3 separate regions of the Sus scrofa genome follow, and regions 1 and 2 are each linked to region 3. A link is a contact called in public HiChIP or PLAC-seq and promoter capture Hi-C data. All regions are on one chromosome and are shown on one strand. Each heading gives the region's core, a stretch centred on a gene start, on an enhancer-like site or on the middle of the called end of the contact. The rest is flanking DNA. Distances are from core to core; before and after follow the strand shown. Region 1 holds the start of IGSF6 (immunoglobulin superfamily member 6). Region 2 overlaps METTL9 (methyltransferase like 9). Region 3 holds the start of EEF2K (eukaryotic elongation factor 2 kinase).

What was found. Promoter capture Hi-C pulls out the DNA fragments that hold promoters and counts their contacts. HiChIP or PLAC-seq counts read pairs in DNA pulled down with a chosen protein or histone mark.
Region 1: a contact with region 3 is called in a promoter capture Hi-C map of fetal liver, with 2.5 times the contacts expected there. The contact joins the promoter of IGSF6 here to the promoter of EEF2K in region 3. A contact is called at or near these places in 1 of 5 promoter capture datasets (fetal liver), 1 of 47 Hi-C or Micro-C datasets (alveolar macrophages) and 1 of 2 datasets of contacts at active chromatin or transcription factors (alveolar macrophages).
Region 2: a contact with region 3 is called in an H3K27ac HiChIP or PLAC-seq map of alveolar macrophages. The contact joins the enhancer-like site here to the promoter of EEF2K in region 3. A contact is called at or near these places in 2 of 5 promoter capture datasets (fetal liver and liver), 4 of 47 Hi-C or Micro-C datasets (embryonic fibroblasts, fibroblasts, mesenteric adipose tissue and 1 more) and 1 of 2 datasets of contacts at active chromatin or transcription factors (alveolar macrophages).

What each region holds. Positions count from the first base shown.
Region 1 is chr3:23,670,463-23,675,011 of Sscrofa11.1, forward strand. It overlaps IGSF6 (immunoglobulin superfamily member 6), which reads left to right and starts at 2,700. Exons shown (of 6, transcript NM_001243387.1): 1 at 2,700-2,812. The coding sequence starts at 2,746. METTL9 (methyltransferase like 9) reads right to left here. Exons shown (of 5, transcript NM_001243367.1): 5 at 1-305. The coding sequence ends at 100.
Region 2 is chr3:23,704,029-23,708,855 of Sscrofa11.1, forward strand. METTL9 (methyltransferase like 9) reads right to left here. Exons shown (of 5, transcript NM_001243367.1): 2 at 452-642. Among named protein-coding and RNA genes, the nearest start is that of METTL9, 14 kb to the right of the region's middle. Within about 2 kb of position 3,038, at least 6 of the 83 cell types and tissues checked have an H3K27ac peak or open chromatin away from gene starts, as enhancers often do. A contact at or near this core is called in alveolar macrophages, where this site is marked.
Region 3 is chr3:23,978,138-23,983,045 of Sscrofa11.1, forward strand. It overlaps EEF2K (eukaryotic elongation factor 2 kinase), which reads right to left and starts at 2,094. Exons shown (of 19, transcript XM_003124551.6): 1 at 1,743-2,094.

The DNA of each region.
Region 1 (4,549 bases), core at 1,450-3,949, 310 kb before region 3:
GCCCCCAAAGGTCCTCCCTTCGTGTCATTGAGGACGCAGACCCTCTCCTGGAGCGTACGTTCTTGGGGGGGGACCCCGAAGACTGCGATCGCCACACGCTTATACTGGTTTGAGGACAAAGACAGCGTCGTCCAAAACGTAGTAGTCATTGTACATGTCGCCTTCACACAGGTATGGCAGTCTGGTGAACGCTTCGATGACAAACCCAGCTTTTCTGAAAACCTCAGGCAGACTGTTCACTTGCTCTTCCCAGTTCTGTCCCTTGATTTCCAAAATTTCGGATGGTTTATCCCACTTGCCACCTACTAAAACAAAGGAAAACATTAAGTTAAATTCTTGAACAAACAAGTTACTCACAGAGCGGAAGAGCAATATCGGCCCAAGGATTTGGTGTGTGCCAAGAACTGGGTGCTTTGACGGATTATCTCCCAGGTACCCCAGCAGGAGGAGGACAGAGAGAGGAAGTCCACGCTTAGGAGGAATGAAGAACCCACACCTGAAAGGTTAATAAAGGGGAAGCAGAGATACAAACCCTACAGTTCCCGTCGTGGCGCAGCGGAAATGAATCCGACTAGGAACCATGAGGTTGTGGGTTCAATCCCTGGCTTCGCTCAGTAGGTTAAGGATCCAGCGTTGCCGTGAGCTATGGTGTAGGTCATAGACTTGGCTCGGATCTGATGTTGCTGTCGTGTAGGCGGCAGCTGTAGCTCCGAGTGGAGCCCTAGCCTGGGAATCTCCATATGCCGCGAGTGCGGCCCTAAAAAAAGAGAGAAAAAAAGAAATGCGAACCCTGGTTTAACTGGATCCAAAGCCCACAATTTCTCTGACAGTTTCAGGAATCACCCTCCTTTAGACTGACTGGGGAGCAAGGGTTAATGTGGTTGGAAAACTGCTCATTAAAGACTGCAAACCTGAAGCAGAGAGTAACAAAATTTCAAAGCGGGTTTTGGATAAACCCACGAAAATGCCACTCATGTTAAATTATGCAACAAATTAACTAGAGAGGTTTATCAGGCTGAAAATAAAAGCAGGCTAGCAAAGGATTTTAATTTATAAAAACATCATTCAGTGTGTTGTTCAAAGGCGCTCAATCCCACTTTCTAACTTTTCCGAACAATTTCACAAATGTGAAGCTCCAGAACTAGAGAGGGGTTAACACACTATAGTGGATGAATCAACCTAGTATTTCTTGGAAATACTAGGACACACACTGTGTTATATATAAATCTGGAGGTGCTTACAGATGCTCTGATGATGTAAACAATACACAATAATATTAAAAGTGTTACTAGGAGTTCCCATTGTGGCGCAGTGGTTAACGAATCCGACTAGGAACCATGAGGTTGCGGATTCGATCCCTGGCCTTGCTCAGTGGGTTAACGATCCGGTGTTGCCGTGAGCTGTGGTGTAGGTTGCAGACGCGGCTCGGATCCCGTGTTGCTGTGGCTCTGGCGTAGGCCGGTGGCTACAGCTCCAATTCGACCCCTAGCCTGGGAACCTCCATATGCCACAGGAAGCGGCCCTAGAAAAGGCTAAAGACAAAAAAAAATGTTACTAAATTCAGACTGAGGAGGATAGCTTTCAGTAAATGAGACAAATATATAATCAACAGGTGCCAAGAGTACAAACACTACAGTGGAAAGATTTTGCGTGCTTTTCGGTGGCCCAGCACCCCTCTTCCTAGAGGGAGGCACCGCCTGGGGAAGCAGCTTTCCCCGCCTTTCTTGCAGCTAAGGCACTGGAACATGACCTAAGTTCACACACAATCGCCTGAGACCTGGAAGGAAAAGCTAACAACCCCAAGTGGGGACTCGAGGTTTGTTCTCCAGGGAGGCGGAGCAGTGGTGTTAGACCAGGAGGCTGGGGCAGCGCTGAGCAGTACTGACAGGCTTTGGTCCATGCTGCAGCATCAAGTGCTTGGGGGCAGCAGTGTGCTCTTCAGATCAGGTGGGTTTTTTTGCTTTTTAGGGCCGCAACCAAGGCATCATAGAAGTCCCCAGGCTAGGGGCCGAACTGGAGCTACAGCTGCCAGCCTATGCCACAGCCACAGCCACACGGGATCCAAACCACATCTGTGACCTACACCACAGCTCACGGCAACACTGGATCGTTAACCCACTGAGGGAGGTCAGGGATCGAACCCGCATCCTCAGGGATACTGGTCAGATTCATTACCCCTGAGCCACAGCGGGAACCCCCCAGATAGGTTTTACAGCATGTCTAAGAGCAATTTTCTTGCCTGTAGACCCATACACGTGTCTCCAGTCTTCCCAATGACTCTCCAAGCTACCCCCAAATCCTTGCAATAAATTCCCTTTTTCAAGTCAGCCCACAACTGAACTAGCCTGGAAATGGACAGGACAAATTACCGGTGGAAGACTACTTCCTGGGAATAGGCACCACCTCTAAAACAAAAGCTCACTCGCCACATGGAACACTTTCGAGGATTTGCAAAACCCAAGAAAAAGGGACCCCATGAACATTCAGAAATGTGCTGGAGGCTTAAAAAAAAAAATCTCCATTTTAAATGGTGAAACTAGGTTACCAACAATTGTTACACAATTTCAAAAAGTTCCTGATTATGGTTCCTTAATAACAGTTCCTCTCTCCTCCTTCTTCCTTTCTAAAAAAAGCAGCAGCAGTGGCAGCCAAGGCTCTTTAAACACTCCCCCACCTCACACACTCACACTCACACACATTCACACACACACACACACACACACACACACACGCACACACACAGAGATGGCCACTGTGAACGGAGGCACCATCACTCTCGGTCTGGAAATCAGTCTGGTTCTATTGTGTGTCGGTAAGGTTCTCTTTCTTTCTCCTCCGTTTCATTTAAATCCATTGCTGTTGTTAGCCAGATTCATTTTTATTTCAAGCCCCTACGGATGAATTGTTAAATGTATGGCATTATGGAAATTGTCTAAGGTGATCAATTTCTTGTTTCCAGAGAAATGGGTCATAAAATAAGAGCTGAGAAAACGGTTCATGCTAACATTCAAAATCCCCTTTGCTGTGATGCTGCTTTTAGAGCAGGCAGATCTCTCTCCAGACAAAGGGCTGAAACATTCATACAGTCACGTTTGTCAGCAACAATTTAGTTCCCGTACCGGTAAAGTCACTCGACACGCTACCGAATTATTTTTAAAGATTGGTGTTTCAGAAAAGCTGAATTTCTATAAATTAGAGTACTTGCCATTTAAAAACAAAAAAAAATGGCTCCTTACTTGAAGAAAAATCTTCCCAAAATATACGGCTGCCTGTACCTGGCTTTTTCTCTCTGATAAAGAAAGTGTTTCCTATGTCACGGTGCTAATAATCTCATCTTAGGTCTAATAAATCTAATAAGCTCAAAGTTGCTCACAAAGTTTAGATCATAGGGTAGGGAAAGGAGAAAAATCCCTTCGAGTTATTTTTTTTCTCATCTGTACAGAAATATATTGAAATCTTCACAGTGGTGGAGAGGTGAAGGGACCACGGGTGATTTTTTTGCTTCTACTTTCAGTAATAGTCTTTTTTTCCTAGAAAGAAGATAATACATTTATAAACTATGTCAGTATGATTTTAAGGAAGAATCCTTAGCTCTTAAAGATGATATTCTGAACCATGTGCAGATAAAATATCTGGAATTTTCCCTAAAAGGACACGAGGTGAAGGAACAAGTAGGAAGAAGAGCTGAAACCCTGGGGTGCAGTCGGGGATGGCAGAGAAGGCACTGCGCTGGCCAACCACCGCCTTGTGTTCCAAATTTCCCTTAAAGGCTTCTTTTAGAAAGTGTCAAACATTTGTTTTCTAGATATTTTCTAGCTTGGTCTTCAAAAACAGTAACTTTTTTTATTCCCTCCACCAAGGAGATAAACAACCTTTTCAGAGGGTATTGTGTTTAGGGGAAGAAAAAAAAAAAATTCCTGCAGAACATGAGAGTTCTTAAAGAGAAATTGTCCGGAGCGGCTGTGGGGTGACATGTCCCCTGAGCTTCCCCTTTGCTCTGGGGCATTGCTTCACTGGAGTGGGGGAGGTGTCCCCACTCCCGTGCTCTCACAGGAAAACCACGGATGGCCTCTGGGTCTTCTCTGGGCTCTAAGGCACAGCAGTCAGAAAAGAGCAGAGACAGGAAAACTCCAAAGTTGCAAATATTGCGTTTACCCTGGAGCACACATTCTCGGAGAAGAGTGTTGAAAGGCAGCAGCTTCCCCTTTAAAAACTCTGTGACAGAGGATCTGAGGCGGGGACACTGCTGGGGAACGCTGTCGGTCGCATCCTGGCAGGCCCTCTCCCATTTCCCCGGTAGGTACTGAGCACCACACCTTGCTTGGAAAGTCTATCTCCACTTCTAAGGAGCCGAGTCTTCGAGGGAGCCGTGCGGTCGCATTTATCAGCTAAGCTAAGCTCCTGAAGATGTGAAAAGCCTGGTCTTCTCCAGGTGACTATCCTCTCATCTGGAGTCTATTGATCAGGTCGCTCAAAAGCACCCAGCTCTTCTCCAAATTGTACAAATACTAAAATGAAACCACGGCGAGAACAGATTGGCATCGCAAAT
Region 2 (4,827 bases), core at 1,788-4,287, 270 kb before region 3:
ACCAATGAGGCTATTTATCAGGTTATGGTGAATTTTATTTTATTTATTTTTTTGCTTTTTAGGGCCACACCCACAGCATATGGAGGTACCCAGGCTAGGGGTCGAATTAGAGCTTATAGCTGCCGGCCTACACCACAGCCACAGCCGCATCAGATCCGAGCCGCAACCTACACCACAGCTCACAGCAACGCCAGATCCCTAACCCACTGAGCGAGGCCGGGGATTGAACCCACAGCCTCATGGTTCCCAGTCAGATTCGTTTCCACTGCACCACGACGGGAACTCTAAGTTATGGTTTTAACAGTATAACTGCAGGGGCTGAGACACTGAAACAAGGATTTTGAACAGAAGTGGTGCAGCTGTAGAGGCCCTCAACATCTCTACAAGGTAACTTTTCTTTTTCTTTTTTTAGACCTGAGGATAAAGAAAAAAAAAAACAAGATTCACTTACCCATTGATAGATGTTCTAGACATAAACAGGCTAAAAACAGATGACACAAAAGAATGATATAATTGGATAAATAGCCAGCCCGATTTCTCAATGCTGTTGTTTAAGAAGATCTGTGTTCCTTGATCAAGGTAACTCTGAACAAAGACAGCCTGGAGTGATTCACATAATTTCTCTCTGTTGCACACATACCACTAAAAAAAAAAAGAAGATGAAGAAAAATGAAAACCTCCAATGGAAGTCTCACCTAAGAAGTCCAAAAACAAACGAACAAAAGACTACATTAAATCTATGATTTCTAAATGTTACAATCTCATGGCACTTTGAAGATAATCCTCGGATCTCCCACTCATATGACCTATAAAGCAGGAACACTTCCTTCTACAAAATTTCCCATTTAATTCTCATAACCCTCGAGGGAGTAGAGGGAGTGGGGGCGGGAGGTTTGCGAGTCACGCAGCTCCGCAGGCAGCAGAGCCAAGAGCTGACTCCTAGTCCACCACTTCTGCCATTACAGCCCCTGCACCCCAGCTTGGGAAAGCTCTGTGGGCCCCTCCTTCACCGCGATTCAACATGAGAAGGCAATAACTACCAATATTAACCTTGTTTCTATTTTTTTATTTTTATTTTTTTGTCTTTTTAGCTATTTCTTGGGCTGCTCCCGAGGCATATGGAGGTTCCCAGGCTAGGGATCCAAACGGAGCTGTAGCCACTGGCCTATGCCAGAGCCACAGCAACGCGGGATTCGAGCCGCGTCTGCAAGCTACACCACAGCTCACGGATCCTTAACCCACTGAGCAAGACCAGGGATTGAACCCTCAACCTCATGGTTCCTTGTCGGATTTGTTAACCACTGAGCCACCACGGGAACTCCTAACCTTGTTTTTAGATAAGAGAACAGTCACACAAAGCAATGATTTAACTCGAAACCACCAAATCAATCAAAGGCAGAGTAAGGAGCAGAATGTAACATGCCAGTGGCCCTGTTACACTGCCCTACTTGTAGGCTACATAGAGACCTTTAGAAATACGGAGGTGTGCTCTACCAGGTCCTGCAACATTCTAACAGACAGGGGCCAGATGAGCTTGGGAAAGATTAAGTTATTTAAGGCTACATGGCGATCAATGAAGAGACAAAGTAATAACACACTATGAAGCAGATTTCCAGAAACAGGCTCTAACCAGCATGCACTTTTTAGAACAAAATTCAAGAAGCTCAACTGTGGGAATTCCCACCGTGGTTCAGCGGAAATGAATCCCACTAGCATCCATGAGGACGTAGGTTCAGTCCCTGGCTTCGCACAGCGGGTTAAGGATCCGGCGTTCCTGTGAGCTGTGGTGTAGGTTGCAGATGTGACTCTGAACTGATGTGGCTGTGGTGGAGGCTGGCAGCCGTAGCTCCAATTGGAGCCCTAGCCTGGGAACCTCCATATGCTGCGAGTTCAGCCCAATAAAGAAGGGAAAAAAAAAAAAAAAAAGAACCTCAACTGTGGATGAAGTATATGTAATCTTGCATAATAAATGATTCTCATTTTCATTCTGAGTTCACCAGAGAGGGGGGAGCCAACTGCAGAGCACAGCAGCTTTAAAGTCAGCCCATCACCAAGTCCCGGATCAGCCACTCCTGTTATGTAAGCTCACATAATCTCTCAGCTTCTGTAAATTCATCTGTACACTAGAGATGTCACTATCCATCCTGATGGCTTATGGAGAAGATTAAACAAGATAAAGCAGGCAAATCCTCAATATGGGACCAGACACACAAGAGACTCCTATCACAGGAGTTCCCGTCATGGCTCAGCAGAAACAAATCTGACTAGCATCCATGAGGACTCAGGTTCAATCCCTGGCCTCGCGCAGTGGGTTAAGTTGCCATGAGCTGTGATGTAGGTCACAGATGCAGCTCGGATCTGGCTTTGCTGTGGCAGTGGTGTCAGCCAGTGGCTACAGCTCTGATTCAACCCCTAGCCTGGGAACCTCCATACACCAGGGGTGCGGCCCTAAAGGGACCAAAAAAAAAAAAAAAAAAAAAAAAAAAAGAGAGAGACTCCTATAACAATAATAACAATGAGATCAAGTCCTCTAATATGTCCTAATGAAGTAAACTAAAGCCGTTAAGGACCACGATGAAAACTGTAGACCAGTTACTATGAATCCATTATCTGCTAAGAAGTAATCAATTTCTCCTAATAAGGAGCCAAAAGTAATCTGCCTCCCCTGAAAAATACGTCCATTCAGAGTTCCCATTGTGGCAGAGTGGTTAATGAATCCGACTAGGAACCGTGAGGTTGCAGGTTCGGTCCCTGCCCTTGCTCAGTGGGTTAACGATCTGGCCTTGCCGTGAGCTGTGGTGTGGGTCGCAGACTCGGCTCGGATCCCGCGTTGCTGAGGCTCTGGCGTAGGCCGGTGGCTACAGCTCCGATTGGACCCCTAGCCTGGGAACCTCCATATGCCGCGGGAGCGGCCCAAGAAATAGCAAAAAGCCAAAAAAAAAAAAAAAAAAAAGAAAAGCCCATTCATCAGCAGGAGGTGTCCTGTAACTGCTTGCACCATTTTACAGTCATCCTAAGCTTGCCTAATATTGAATGAAATCTTGAGCAACATTCCTGACACTAACACTGAAAGGAACCAGTTATAATCTAATACAAAGAAGCAAACAAGTGCTTTAAAATTTCAAAGACTGGAGTTCCCAGTGTGGCTCAGTGGTAAACAAATCTGACTAGCATTCATGAGGATGCAGGTTCGGATCCCTGGCCTCGCTCGGAGGGTTTAAGGATAAGGATCCGGTGTTGCCACGAGCCATGGTGTAGGCTGCAAATGTGGCTCAGATCCTGCGTTGCTGTGGCTGGGCGTCGGGGTCAAAGTAGCCTGGGAACCTCCATATGCCGGGGGGGGGGGGTGCAGCCCTAAAAAGAAAAATAAATAAATAAATACAATAAAATGACAAAGACCAACTAATAAGCTTTTTACAAATCTGTGCCCTAAGTAGATAAACCAAATCTTTCCAATTGTTGACTGATTTGTGTTATTTGGCCATCAAACACTGTTACCAAAACTGCTTGAACATGACGCTATTTTTATTTTTCCCACTCTACTTGACAAGTTATAAAGCTTCGTACATGCACGGCCTATACCTTTTTTCCTTGGTCTGAAAATGTTCAGGATTTAATCATTAACTAACGCTTAATACTCATTGTGCCTGAAGTTATGCCCCAGTGCAGGTCATAGACCATTTTTTATTACAGTCCTGACCTCCTGGTTCACATTCTGAACTCTGTAATACTAAGACCATTCTACCTTTTTTTTTTTTCAAATCCTCTGAAATGACTAATCAAGATGAAAGCCATTACCTTGGTAATAGGCAATCAGGTACATTCTATTAATGTGGACAAGAAGGCATTCAAGTGGAACAGAGGAGCTAAGAATTCCTTGGCACCCACTTGTAAATGGACCATGAGAACAATAACGGACCCTGACTTCCAGGACTAAGCAAGAACTGGCACCATTAACTGCACATAATACTTGCAAGGGCCAAACGGAAAACTCAAGTTTTTAACAGCATTTCTCTCAATTCATCAACGTTAACACATGCGGTTGAACCTAAATGCCGCACAAATCTTGCAGAAAAGAAAATGCTTACTGGACAGAATGTGCTACAGAATAAAAAGGAGCCAAGCCCTTCTCTTTAAAGATAAAAGGGTGAGGAGTTCCTGTTGTGGCTCAGTGGTTAACAAATCCGACTAAGAACCATGAGGTTGCGGGTTCGATCCCTGGCCTTGCTCTGGCATTGCGGACGCAGCTGGGATCCCGAGTCGGATCCCGAGTCGCTGTGGCTGTGGTGTCGGCCAGTGGCTACAGCTCCGATTCGACCCCTAGCCTGGGAACCTCCATATGCTGCGGAAGCGGCCCAAGAAATGACAAAAAAAACAAAAAATAAAAAAATAAAAGGGTGAAATTTAGGTTCGTCCTGCCCATTTGTGGGATACAAACATCGATGCCATAGCAGCATGATTCATAACTACCGAAAAGTAGAAGCAACTCCAATGTCCATCGAGTGATGAATGGATAAACGAGAGGGGGAGTGATGAATGGATAAACGAGAGGGGACTGGTCCATTCTACAGAACACTATTCAACCACAGAAAGGAATGAGGTACTGATTCATGAGAGGACATGAAGGAACCCTGAACATAACACGAAGTGAAATACGCCAGTCGCGAAAGGCCACAAATTACATGATTTTATTCACACGAATTGTCCAGAAGAGACAGATCCAAAGACAGAAGGTAGATTGTGGTTGCCAAGGGTTTAGGGAGAGGAGGCACTGGGGAGGGTCTACAATGGAATGTGGGGTTTCTTTACCAAGTGATGGAACCGTTC
Region 3 (4,908 bases), core at 844-3,343:
GTTTGATCCCTAGTCTCGCTCAGTGGGCTGAGGATCCGGCGCTGCCCTGAGCTGTGGGGTAGGTCAGAGACACAGCTCAGAACCCAGGTTGCTGTGGCTGAGGTGTAGGCTGGCAGCTGTAACTCCAATTCGACCCCTAGCCTGGAAACTTCCATATGCCCCGAGTACAGCTCTAAAAAGCAAAAAAAAAAGTTTTAAAATCATTTCAATGACACATCCTTAATTAGCCTTAATCAAAAAAGCACACACACACAAAAACAAAACTTCCAAGCACAGAATGTACACAAAGCATCACATGCAAACTGAGACTATTTCAAGTGATCATCAGGCCCCTACTTCCTGCCTCCCCACACCCTGCAAAAGATAAGAACTTGGGACCCCAGCCTACACCCTGTCTTTAGGAAGAACACGAGGAGTTCCCATCGCGGTGCAGCGGAAACAAATCTGACTAGGAACCATGAGGTGGTAGGTTCAATCCCCGGCCTCACTCAGTGGGTTAAGGATCCGGTGTTGCTGTGAACTGTGGTGTAGACTGCAGACACACCTGGGATCTGGCTTTGCTGTGGCTTTAGGCTGGCGGCTACAGCTCCGATTAGACTCCTAGCCTGGGAACCTCCATATGCCGGCTGGTGTGGCCGTAAAAAGACAAAAAAAAAAAAAAAAAAAAAAAAAAAAACCAAACAAACAAACAAAAAAACGCAACATCAAAGAACTTGAGAGGAAAGGGAGGCGGCAATCCCAACCATGTTACACCTGAATTCCCGTCATCAAGCAATATATTTGTTGAATACACACGTGAGCCAAAAGAATGAATGTGAGGTGTTGTGGAGCCCACAGAGGGAGAAGACACCTGCACAACTCCACCCCTATACCCTTCCTCCTCCCACTGGCATCCTTTCCAGCTCAGCTCAAGCATCACTTTCTTCAGGAAGTCTTGCCCAATAACCTTCCCCCCAACACACACACACACAGCGTTTGCTCTCCGCTCTCACCTGCTCGCTCTATATTCCCACAGTTCCGGGTATCTGCCCTTGGCTCATTCTGAGCCTCAAGTTCCTCCTCCGTAAAATCAGAGGGGGTGGACAATGTCCTGGCTGATGGGCCCCAAGGCAGGCAGCTTCCAGGGTGGAGGTCCCAGAAGTCAGGCTCTCACACCGCGTCCCCACGGGGCAGACGGAGCAGCCCCCCTCCCTCTCACTAGCCGGACAACCAGGCTGGTTCCCCGCGTTCCCCCAGGCCCGCGGAGCGGATCTAGGCCGGGACTCACCCGGTAGGCTCCCGCCCCCGCGTCGCCGCCCGCATATTAATGCCCAGTCTCTTGGCGCACACGTCCCCGGAGACTGCCAACACCCGAACTCCCGCAGCCAACAATGCAGCAAGGGCGCGTCTACACTGTCCTCGGGGTTCTGGGAATTAGGGCCTCTTGTTCGGGGGCCGGGGAAGGGGACGTGGCTCTGGGCCCTGCAGGGGAAGGAAGGCAGGGCTGTCCCCACCCTCTGCGGGCCCCGAGGCGCCCCGGCTGGCGGCCCCCAAGCTGCCTCTCCCACACCATCACGTGCCGAGTAGTTTTCCTATAGTCACTGCCGTGAATCTGCACGACGGCCCCATTTTACAGAAGCAAACACTGAGCCCCGAAGAGCCTAACCCTCACCCGTCCCTTCCGCCTGGGTCCTCACTTTTAAGCCCCAGCCTGTTTGCAGCGCCCGATCCCGGCTCTCAGAGCCAACCGCCACCCCACCTACCTGCTCCGGGCGGACAGGCGAGGCAGCCGCTGCTCACGGCCGCGAGGATCCAGAGGAGCTGGCAGAAGCTCGTGGCCCGGTGCTCCAGGGTGCAGGGCGGGCGGGCCCCCCGAGAGCGCCGGGGAGCGGAGAGCCGGGCGCGCAGGCGGGCGCTCCAAGGAGGCAGCTGCGGCCGCCGGACCGATCCCGGGGCGCAAGGGGGCACGCGGGGCTGCTGGAAGGATCCCGTGTGCTGGGGGCGCGTTCCAAGGGCGCGGGCGCAGACCACTGTCTGCGGAGCTGGGGCGGCTGCAGCGCTGGGTGTGCGGGCGGCGGATCCCCACTGGAGCCGAGCTGGAGCTGGGGCTTGGGTAGGAGGAGGCAGGCAGGGGCGGGGCCACGGCCGGGCGGGCACTCGGTGCATCGTTCACGTGGCCGCCCTCCCGTGGCCGTCACCGCTTTTGCAGCCGCCGCGTGGACCTGCCGGCGCTCCGTCCCCAGCTCCCCAGCCTGCTGAGTATACGGCTTCAGGGCCCATCGGGTGGGGAGGGCCTGGCACTGACCCGCCAAGGGACAGCCAACTCCTCCCTTGCGCACCGCACCTTACCATCCTCCATAGCTGGCTGCCTCGTTCTGTATTCAAGTCCTTTCCAAAGAGTGATCGCATGTCGTCGTTGGTACTTCTCTAAGCATAACCTTAAAATATTTTTATCAAGAATGGATCGCCCCCCCATCCCACCCCGGATTTCTGCTTCGTAAAAACTTAGGCGCTTATGACTACGGCAATCATGTGTATAATTTTTCTATTCTTTATTTTTGTCTTTTTAGGGCCCCACCCACTGGCATATGGAGGTTCCCAGGCTAGGCCTCTGAGCCGAGCTAAGGCTGCTGGCCCACGCCACAGCCACAGCATCGCTGGATCTGAGCCACGTCTGCGACCTACACCACAGCTCACGGCAATGCCAGATCCTTAACCCACTGAGTGAGCCAGGGATCAAACCTGCCACCTCATGGTTCCTAGTTGGATTTGTTTCCGGGGCGCCACGTCAGGAACACTAACTTTTAAATGTTTTCAATTTATAATGTTGTGCCAATTTCTGCTGTACAGCAAAGCAACCCAGTCACACATGTACATACATTCTGTCTCTTATATCATCTTCCATGGTGTCTATCTCAAGAGACTGGATACAATTCTCTATGCTATACAGTAGGAATGTGTATAATTGTTTAATATCATCTCTAGAGGTCCCTGACCTGCCTAGTACATTGCTGTCTGTATTCCTGTTAGCACATGGCCTGGCACATAGTAAGTGCTTAATAAATGCCTGTGATATGAATGAATAGATATGAAAAGTTATAAAGAAGAAAAGGCAATAAAACGAATGATAACTACTGTGCACACATGGATATTCTTCCAGATAAACCTTCTAGGGAAATTTTAGAAATTTCACAACTCTTAGAAATAAAAGTAACAGTGATGTTTATCGAGTGATTTATCTCATTCCTCTTCACACCAACCCTAGAGGTAGGTCTCACTAGCTTTACTCTACAGATCATAAAAATGAGGCTTTAACAAATACCGTAGGATGTCGCTTATATCTGGAATCTAATATACGGCACAAATGAAGCTTGTCACAGAAAAGAAATGCATGGACTTGGAGAACAGACTTGTGGTTACCAAGGTGGGGGAGGGAGTGGGATGGACTGGGAGCTTGGGGTTCATAGATGCAAACTACTGCATTTGGAGGGGATAAGCAATGAGATCTTGCTGTGTAGCACAGAGAACTATATCTAGTCACTTGTGATGGACATGATGGAGGATAATGTAAGAAAAAGAATATACGTGTGTGTGTATGTGACTGGGTCGCTTTGCTGTACAGTAGAAAATTGACAGAACACTGTAAACCAACTACAATGGAAAAAATAAAAATGATTTTTAAAAATGAGGCTTTAGAGATACATTTGCCCAGCAGATGTCCAAGGTGGCTCTTCTTGGTAAAGGGCATCTTTATTTCAGGGCTCCTGCTGGTTTGGGGTTAAAAAAAGAGAGAGAGAGAGAAATTTGAAGGACCCCCCCTCTTCTCCTGCAGGTAGGATGGAGGGACGGCCCCATGCGGAAGCAGCCAGGTGATTTGAGAAGGATGGGGAAAAGCTCCCAGTTGGGTGATGGCTTGTGGGGGCTGTTTAAACAGTTTGTGGTGGGATGTGAGACATAGCCCCCTCCCTACACCCCAAAGAGTTCTTTGGTCAAAGCCTGGAATGGTGTGACCAAATTCTCCCATGGAACTGGAGGGAGTGCTGAGTGTTCAGGTGAGTCCCAGGCAGACACAGAGAAACAAGTGTGGGCAGGCCAGAGACAGAGCTGCTATCTAGGTATCCATGTAGGCTATTTACATTTTCCTAACAAGAGTAGACTCTTATCTATTGCTCCTTGCTTTCCCTGAACACTAGCTTGTAAACATGTTTCTGTTGTCAAGGGCCACCTGTCATTTGTAACGCCTGCTTTGATGCACCTTTTTGGGGTTGTCATAAGAGCTGATATTTACAGGCCATTCACTTTGTGTCAGGCACAGTGGTAACCACTTTACAGACCTTCTCTCTTTTAATTCTCATCACGACCCTCTTATTTTGCCCACTTTGTACACAAGGAGGCGGGAGACAGGGTGAGTGACCCTCCCAAGGTAACAGAGTTAGTAAGTGGCAGAACCAGGATTGGACCCAGGTCCAGGTATATACGGACCCCTCCAGCGTCCTGTCCCTAAGCCTTGCCTCTTCCGTTTTTGTGGACCCTAAAAATGCAGGTCCCACTGGGAGAGTGAAGTTCTTCAGTTTACCAGCAGCCAGGGCCTCTGCAGGGACTAGGTTCAAGTTTATGAGGCTTGGAGAACGGGTGACAGAGAGGTAGCATTTCACAAGGTGATGAGGGGAATGAAAAAAAAAAAAAAAAAAGAAGAAAGAAAGAAAGAAAAAAAAGGAATGGTCCTGAGACCCATGGCTGAGTGTTTTACCCTTTGGCGTCTATGCTACAAGTTTCTGAAAACACAAGACCTGAAAGACATATATCATTCTGGTTTGAACTGTTGGCTCCTTTACTTACCTTGAGAAAACTCCTCTGGCTTTTTGGCAAGAGTCAAAATTGCACCATACACCCACAGCATGTGGAGGCGCCCAGGCTAGGGGTGGAATT